Linked DNA regions of Xenopus tropicalis: region 1 is linked to region 2. Evidence: chromatin contacts called from public Hi-C data. All regions are on one chromosome and are shown on one strand. Each heading gives the region's core, a stretch centred on a gene start, on an enhancer-like site or on the middle of the called end of the contact. The rest is flanking DNA. Distances are from core to core; before and after follow the strand shown. Region 1 holds the start of ppp1r21 (protein phosphatase 1 regulatory subunit 21). Region 2 has its middle 24 kb from the start of foxn2.

Region 1 (4,379 bases), core at 1,836-4,335, 60 kb before region 2:
CCCGAGCATTCTGGATAACAGGTCCCATACCTGTATATGAAGACAGTGATATTCTGAGAATCTGCAATACATCCTCATTTTTTAAATTATTTAGCTGTCCGACAACTTTTCATTTTGGCAATTCAGGAGCTATCTGGTTGCCGGGGCCCAGTTCACCTTAGCAACCAGGCAGGGCAATGAGTGACCACAAGATAAACAAAAGAGGGTCTGAACAAGAAGATAAGCAATAAAAAGTAACAATAATAGGGATGCAATGAATCCAGGATTCGGTTTGAGATTCAGCCAAGATTCAGTCTATTTCAGCAAAATTTGGATTCGGACGAATCCAAATCCTTAAAATCATATGACTTTTTCACACATAAACACAGACGCTTAATATTTTTCACCATGTGCGCGGCTCTCTTTAACCTTTCTGTGGCCTTATTGCATTTGCAAAGTAAGATTTGGTTTCTGTATTCGGTCAAATCTTTCACAAAGGATTCGGGGTTCTGCCAACTCCCAAAATAGTGGAAGAGAGTTTAAAGTGGACCTGTCACCCAGGCATATATACATGTATAATAAAAGCCCTTTTCAAATTAAATATGAAACCAAAAGCCATTTTTTGTTAACACATCGATGACCATTATAAAAGCATTTAAAAATCCCAGCTGTCAATCATATGTAGGGGATCAGAGAACCATGCCCCCTGTTTCTCAGTCTGTGACATCATCCAGCCTAGCTACAGCCTGGGGGAGGACCCGATTGGCTGGATGCCCCAGTGCATGTCTGGGAGAGGTGTGCTTAAGGTTTGGAGCCAAAAATCTAGGGGCGGGCCCAGCAGTTTATAAAGGGAGCCCCTGTTGTTGTTTGCCAGAGTGAAAGAGATACAGAGTGAGCAGCCAGACAAAGTATTGTGTGTTAAGGTGGCCATACACGAGGCGATTTCGCTCGTTGTGCGATGAACGATTATATCGACAAACGATCGTATGGCGATCAAGTTCCCATACGATATGCCATCCACGGGCAATGATAATTCGGGAAAGATTTCGTCGCATCATTATCGTAAAATACGTACGATCGTACATATACGTACGATCGAATGTCGTTGACTTCCGCTGCTGGCAATCGTGACATGCGCAGAGAACAATTGTTGAAAGACAAATGTCTGACACTCACACCAACTGGCAGATTTTATCGTTAAACGACCAAAATTTTTAAACCTGGCCGATCGATTTTGGGGACGATAATGTCGGCTCGTTTAGTGGGCCGACGATCGTTCGTACACCACCAACTATACGATAACTTAACGATAGCATCGGATCGTTCGGGAATTGGTCGTTTGTAAGTAAAAAATCGGTCCGTGTATGGCCACCTTTAGACTTGAAAGGATAAAAGTCTGCTGGGCTGCCAGGAAGAAATTAGTCCTCTGTGGTATCTCTTGTGTGTGTCCCCTGCTGTGAACAGGTATTGCTCGTTTGCCTGCTACGTGGGAGCAGCCACCTTTATAAAGGGAAGGTACTCTGGGGCAGGTAGCGCTACCTGGGGGGACTAAAGAGCTCTTGGGGAAGGGACTGAACTAACCTAAGGGTTGTGGTTCATCCGGATCCAAGTGGGGATTGGGCATCTATAGAGACTGTCTGTGCCAGCTGTGGATAAACTACATCGGTTCCTCAGAGCAGGATAATCATTTATACATAAAGTGTTAACTTCCAACTCCAACAGTTATATAAAGTTCAACATTTCTGCAAAAGCTGTGTGAGATTATTTCCTGGTGGAGGTGTGTTCCTCAGTGTCCACTAGGTGGAGGCACTGCGCTGTTCCCAGTTCCCAGTATCAATATTACTTTGAGAACACATATCTCCTGACATACAGCGCAATATTAAGTGAATGTGCCAAGAAAGGGTTACACATTTTTATTTAACAGACTAATCTACACCAATCTCTGCATGGCGCCATAGGTAAGTGCACTAGTGCAAACTAGCGCCTATGTTAGCTAACAGCCCTCCCACCCCCTTGGAGGAGAAGTTCTACAATACAATAAGCAATGCAACAACATTGTCTATTAAAAATAGAAATTACCTTTGAATATTCCTGTGCCAGCTTCTGATATTTTCCCTGTAAGTCAGCAGTAGCCATTTTAGGTGCTTGTCAGTAATTCAATGGAGGCTGAAGCACTTGTTTCTGTATGTGGAGATGCTAAAGCTTTGATCTATATCAGGGATGTTGGTCTGGCTGTATGAGGCTGTCTGTATGGGGATGCCCAGGCTATGGTTTTACTGTATGATAGTAAGTTATATCATAATATGGAACCTATAGTGCAGGGGTGGGCAAACTACGGCCCGTTGGTGATATCAATCCGGCCCGCCGAGGTTTGCGTGTCTCGCTGTTATTATGCGCAAATGAAAAGCGGTTTTATGGGCAAAGATTCCAAATATACCGCCAGTGTCAAAAATGGCAGCTGGGCCGCTTCCCCCCCATCACATGGACACCGGCGGCGTCTCTGATTGGTGGGCCCCGGAGTCGCTGCTGCGTGTCAGAGCGCGTCACGGCGGAATCGGTATCGGAAGGACGCGGGTAGGCTGGAATTATTTGTGCTGTAATGGCCAAGGGCAGTCCCGCGTCTGTCAGGCTGTGTGACTTTGTGAGCTCGCAATATCAGCGCCACCTGACTGAGTAGGAGCGATGGGGGTGAGGCAGTACAGTATCCATGTGTGCAGCAGAGAATAACTTCATGGATACTGTACCGCACCTACTCTAAACACATGGATACTGTACTGCCCCCTGCTGGGAATGATGTGCGGAGCTCAGAAGCGGTTTGGGTGTGTGCATGGAGCCTCCCCTACACGGCTCTCACACTGCCCCCATACAGTCCCGCTGTGCCTAGCACAGTCTGACGCACCCAAAGCCGCCTTGTCGGACTCTATGTCTTTCCGCCCAGCTCGGGTATCACACCCTTATACGCAACTTCTCTTCCTCGTCAGCTGGCGGCGCACACACATTGCGTCACACAACAGCGACGTGCCTGCCCCTTGCCTACACGCAGACTTCCGGCCCGTACCGATTACCGCTCGGTGTGACGTCACTGCACCTCCCTTATCCCCCCGCTAGTGCGCGCTATGGCCTGTTAGCCCTGGGTGTGGGAATACGGCCCGCCCTCTTATAGCTCCTGATATACTCTTACCCGGGGAGAGAGTACCTACCTACCTACCTACCTACCTGTATCCGTCTCCCTACGTTCCTAGCTATATATCTGTGTGCCACTATATTGTTACACTTACTGACCCTATATCTCTATCTGTATGTATCTGCCTAACTATCTGTATATATATATATCTCTGTCAGTGTAGTTATTATATTGGGTTGAAAAATCCAACCTATTTTTCTTCCACTTCAGCCACTTCCACTCTTCTTAATCTTCTTAGCGCCCCCCATTTTCTAAACGCTACTCCTCCTACAGTTTTAGGGGTACAGCACCCAAACTCCCCACACATCTTCACCCTATAGCGGAGCAGGCTGCTTGTTCTTTTCTAAGCGATCCCGCCCCCCGTCTTTTTGTGGCGCCGCTCCGAACCCCCCAATTTTCCCATTGACTTTGACAGGGACGATTTTCAAACTGCTGCTACTCTTACAGCTTTGAAGCTACACCCCCCAAACTTGAATGATATAATAATGGGGTCACCCCAAATGACACCACAATATTTTTTGGATGACCCAAAGTGGGAGGGGCCAACAGCAGCCCCCTTTTCTGGGGAAATTGAAACTGCTGGCAAGGCTTTGAGCTTTGAGGCTGCACATCCCAAACTGGAACAGCTTAAGGTGGCCACACACGTGGCGATGGTCGCACAAAAGATTGTACAATCGGCCACACACCGTTCAGGGCTGAAACAGCAGATAAGGAGGTAGAAACAATAGGATTTCTACCTCCTTCTGCCGATTCAGCCCTGACGATCAAAATCTTTAAACCCGCCCGATCGGCGAGTCGTCCGATATCAGCAGCCTCCTGCGATATCGGTCGACTCACCGACTTGCCATACACGCACCGAATATCGTACAAAACAAGGTTTCTTACGATATTATCGGTGCGTGTATGGCCAGCTTTAGTCATTTGCTCTTAAACTTCCCTTTCTAGTTACCTATTATTTTTCTATCTATTTACTTGCTTAACTGTCTCTGTCTATCTATTTGTCTATCTGTATCTTTTTTCTTGTCTGTCTGTATCTGTCTATAATGTCTGTCTATCTGTATCTGTTTACCTGCCTGTCTCCATCTGTCTGAGTATTGAGTATCAGTAGCTGATCAACCTGCCTTTCTCCTATCTATCATCTATCTATCTATCATCTATCTATCTAATAATGGCTGTCTATCTATTTGTGTATATATAACTACCAAACTGTCTATAT
Region 2 (5,008 bases), core at 1,228-3,727:
ACTTGCAAAAAGGATAATTGCTGAACATATAATATTGTAGAAGGGCCTCCCACACAGATGCTGCCTCTTGCTTGTCCTAAAAGTGATTGATTGTGTTCTTTATTTGGACTTGTACTAGACAAGCGCTGCCCTGGTCCCTGACACACCTACTCAAGCGTTACACTGTCTAAATGGAACTTTATTGAACTGTGTACAAGACACTCATTTCTAGAATCCAAACCAGAATTGGGGGGTTAACTGGCCTGTTATCGGTTCTTATTACCTAGCACCAGTGCATTACCCTGAGCTTCACAGAAATAACACATCATTCCCCCTTTTAATACAAAAACTTTGTTATGTTATTTCCAGACATGCTGACAAAGAGGAAAATTATAGATAGAAATTATTGTTTCATTGGTTCGGTGACCAACTGCATAGAAATATTGGTAAATTAGGAGCATTGTCTTGCTTTTTAGTGAAAGGGCTTGCACCCAGGGCCAGATTTTAAGATAGGGTGCCCCATGGCACATCTCAAACACCGCACCCCCCACGTACACCTACACCCACTCGTACACACCTATCCTCCCCCCACCGATTGCTGGACTGTCTATTTCCTGCCCAGTCCCTGGTTCAGACGCCCCCAAATTTTCCCTCCTAGCCCCCAGGCCTTTGTGGCCTGCCAACAAGTCCGGGCCTGCTTGCACCTCCTCACAGTGTAATGTCTAGTGATCATTCTCAGTCATGTTCAGCATTCCTGTCACATCCTCACTAAAAGGGGTTCACCTTTAGGCTGATATCCCTCAGAGCGGTTTAGTTGCCTGCGATAGATCTCTGGTATCGTGGGCGACTAGTTGCCACCACACAGTGATATTCTTTTTTTTTTTATTTGAAAGTTTTTATTAGTTTTTTAATACAGAAACAGAACAATCAACATGACTGATTTGCATTCAATTGTTATTTCTTAATGGATTGCAATAAAGGTTACAGTTTCAACATCGTACTTGTTTTATGCTTGTTTTTCTTTTGATAGCATGGTTGATTCTCTTTTCTAATAGGCTATAGTTGATAGGTTAAGAAAGGTAGTATAGTATAGTGGGTTAAGCTGAGATAGAAAAATAGGGTTAGGGGGGTGGGGGGGGGCGGGGTGGGGACACACAGTGATATTCTAAGGCAATTTGCAATTGGTCTTCACTTTCTATTTTTGTCTTTTTTTTCTAATTACTAAGCTAAAAAGCTGGTTGGTAGGACCTAATTTACCATAGCAACCAGGCAGCAGTTTGAATCAGAGATGAATAGGAGAGCTCTGAATAGAAAGATAAGAAATAAAGAATATCAATAACGATGCAACTATACTTGTAACAAACAATGCTTCTGTATGCACTGAAAATTTTAAAAAATAAAAATATTAAAGAATATCAATAACAATAAAAGTGTAGCCACAAGGCAATAGCTTTTTTAACTGCCAGGGTCAGTGGCACCCTAAGGATTTGCCTCTTCTGCCTACTCCTAGTTACAGCTCTGCTTTTCAATCAGGTCAGCAGTTTATTGGCCTGTGTATTGGGCAGCTTTGAAAATCCCATTGCAGGAGAACTTCACATTATATAAGGACCCCCCCACCAGTATGATCCAATCACTGAGCAAAGGATGAAACAGTGCTTCATTGTACTGCTACCATGGGCAACTAACCGCTCCGAAATGCTTTTCCACCGGCAACAAAAGGAGTTGCCAGTGGTAGGCCTATGCCTTTCCTTCTGCAGGCAACTTTGCACGAAGTGCCCAAGAGATGCATAGGCCTTTCCAACTGTGACTCCTACTGTTGCCTGTGGAAAGGCATTTTCGGAGTAAAATGTAATTAGTACCATTGAGTATCATTAGTGTCATCAAAAAAATGGCTACCCTTAGGTTCCTTTGGAGGGTGCAACACTATTGCACTGCAGTGCCACAAACAGAGTATACGGCCTTTGCTTGTTAGAGGGTGCTGGGAACTGTAGTTAGGCACCAGCTGGGGGACAAGGGGGTTAAGGTTTTAATCACTGTTTTCTTCCAAGTCATGGACCCTTATTTGCCACATTAACCACAGCCGCTTTTTCTAGTATTAGCCCTGAAAAAAAGAAAACCCACAGCAAAACAAATTCTAATTCTTGGGTATGAGGTCCCACATTCCATTTCAGTCCCCTCGCAGCTCTTCTAGAGGAGAGTTGTTGCCAAGGCATTTCTTGGGATTTAATCTCCTGACATTACATTCGCTGTCGGCATCACCCCGGGCCATCTGTCTGGGCTTTTTCCTTTGCCTCCAATGGTTCAGAATTGTGTTATATGCTTGGAGCAATGGCCTATTCACATGCTCAGACGCAGCTGCACTTTTCTTAGGGAGAGCAAGTGACATTCAGAAGCCTCGATGCCGCTCATGGTAATTAGCCATCTGCTGCTTGTCGTTATAGAAGCCAGCACAGCCAAGCCACGCCGGCCCAATGCAGCAACCGGGGAAGGTGTATAGTTAATTGACTAACGGCCTGCAATCAGAATGTGTGGCTTGGAGCCAAGCAGCAGCTTCTCCACACTTGCCCTTAGAATGCGACCCCCGTGGCTATGTACAATGGGAGCAGTGATATCTTAGCAACCCTGACACTTTGTGTTGTTATTTTGCATGTTACAGTTTGCATGTGTAATTCTTTATGGAAGAAATCTAATCACAATAACAGCACTTAAAGGGGTGCCACAGTGCCAAAATACTTTTTCTTTTTGAGTCAAATGAATTTGAAGTAAAACTTGCACTTGTTTGTAAATGTCGTGCATGGTGGACTTACATCATTATAGGAAATGATTATTGTGCCGCCCTAGGCCCGGGCCTTTGTGGCCTCTCCACAAATCCGGGCCTGGATATCCGCCAGAGAGAATCATTTGGATCATTCAGATCAGATCATTCAGATTAGCGCAAGGCCTGCATTAATATGCAGGCCGTCAGGATCAGGACCACAGTGGACGGTTCTTGCCCCAAAGAAATTTTTTAAACCAATATCTGGACAATATTTTGCCCAAATATCAGTCTGGCAGGCTTGTCAGAAAGCCTCCTCCATGAGCAGGTAAACTGCTGCCTCAGTCTGAAAGGATTGAATCAGCCGGCGGCCGCCTTACATGCCCTGGAGATACAATGCAGAAATGCTAACCCTTTACTTACTACCTGCTCAGTGAGTAAATTACAGGGCTCATTTTAGCCTCCAATTCAAAATAAATAGCCACAAGCCCTTTGCAAACTCTATGTATGCAAGTCTTCATGTGTTACTGTTCCTAGCATTGCTCCTAAAGGTAGGGGACCTGCTATCCAAAATGATTGGGACCTAGGGTATTCTGGAAAAGGGATCTTTCCGTAACTGGATCTCCATACCTTAAGTCTACTAAAAAAATATTTAAACATTAAATAAACCAAATAGGATTGTTTTGCCTCCAATAAGGATTAATTATATCTTAGTTGGGATCAAGTACAGGTACTGTTTTATTATTACAGAGAAAAGGGAATCATTTAACCATTAAATAAACCCAATAGGGCTGTTCTGCCCCAATAAGGGGTAATTATATCTTAGTTGGGATCAAGTACAGGTACTGTTTTATTATTACAGAGAAAAGGGAATCATTTAACCATTAAATAAACTCAATAGGACTGTTCTGCCCCCAATAAGGGGTAATTATATCTTAGTTGGGATCAAGTACAAGGTACTGTTTTATTATTACAGTGTTAAAGGAAATTATTTTTAAATTTTTTTTAATTATTTGATTAAAATGGAGTCTCTGAGAGATGCCCTTTCCATAATTCGGAGCTTTCTGGATAATGGGTTTCTGCATAAGGTATCCTATATCTGTACTAATGGAGTCCTATCAGCTTCTCACAAAGAGACATAATGGATCACTGCCATGGGGTTATTCACTTTGCCTTGCTAAGCTTTCTTACCTCAGTCACTCTGATAATTGACAGTGGATTTCAGACTGGATGCCTGACCACTATGGGCTGAATGCTCTAGATAGCTAGAATCTCAGACACAAAACTAATTTTACATACTGTGCATCTCCCCCCCACCAATTTAATCAGGAAACAATTAAACTGCCTGTATGATTTTGGAAGATGGAAGGAACACTTTGTGCCATACAAACTCCTTGTAATTAGTGCCCACTGCCCAGGTCAGAAGCAAACTCAGGATGCCAAAGCTGCAAAACCTCTTTGCCCCTAAACAGAAACCCAAGCTCCTGAAGTCCAGAAGCAGATGCAACTGAATCTGTTGTGTTTAATTAACCAGTTTCCTACTTGGTTACATCTTTTCCTATAGAAATTCCCTGGGGATCTTGCGAGTGCAGCTGCTGCAAAGACTGACATATAAGGGCACTAGGGCCAAAGCACTGATCCTTCTGCTCACCCCTAATGGCCACTTTTATTCATCTTCTTAGAAGAGACAGTTTCAATGTGGGAAACATATGGTGCTGGGCTTTTCCACCAGTTTCTCAATGACCTCTAACTTGCTGCTGAATAGTTCCTATAAACTGTCCCTGTCTGCAGGGGTGATTCTTGTCCCTTTCCTGCCCTGAGGTGGCTTTTGTGGTGCCACCCCCTCACCCCCTGCACTTACCTTTCCAGCAACAGAAGGGGTCAGGGGGGACTGCATTGCTAGTGCAGAGAGAGCAATTGGTTTAATAACCTTTGGTAACTTGTGGGGCACTGTTGCCTGAGGCAAAGGTCTCACCTTACCCATTGGAATGAGTGCCCCTGCGCGTCTGAACTTTTTCACACTGGTTCTGCAACAGATCCACTGTAGCACAGTCGCAGCAGTTTCCCATCTAAGGGCACTGGTGCATGGAGAAATAAAGAGCCTATTTCTGTGGCCAAGCAACAGACTGCTTTATATATCTTTTATTTATTGTGCCTCATTTACACAAGCCATTGGCGCACCAATACCAGCGGCATGTCAGCCAGGGTTTTCTATTACAGCACAACACGCTTATTTAATATCCTCATAAGTTAAACATGTGTTACATCTGTGTA

The links. Hi-C and Micro-C count contacts between places; a contact is called where the count stands out from the background.
Region 1: a Hi-C map of neurula embryo shows a contact between it and region 2, with 5 times the contacts expected there. The contact joins the promoter of ppp1r21 here to the enhancer-like site in region 2. A contact is called at or near these places in 5 of 5 Hi-C or Micro-C datasets (brain, gastrula embryo, liver and 2 more).

Annotation. Positions count from the first base shown.
Region 1 is chr5:21,223,183-21,227,561 of UCB_Xtro_10.0, reverse strand. ppp1r21 (protein phosphatase 1 regulatory subunit 21) reads right to left here and starts at 3,085. Exons shown (of 22, transcript XM_002935373.5): 1 at 2,059-3,085. The coding sequence starts at 2,115.
Region 2 is chr5:21,161,955-21,166,962 of UCB_Xtro_10.0, reverse strand. No RefSeq gene overlaps it. Among named protein-coding and RNA genes, the nearest start is that of foxn2, 24 kb to the left of the region's middle. Within about 2 kb of position 2,477, at least 1 of the 11 cell types and tissues checked has an H3K27ac peak or open chromatin away from gene starts, as enhancers often do. A contact at or near this core is called in neurula embryo, where this site is marked.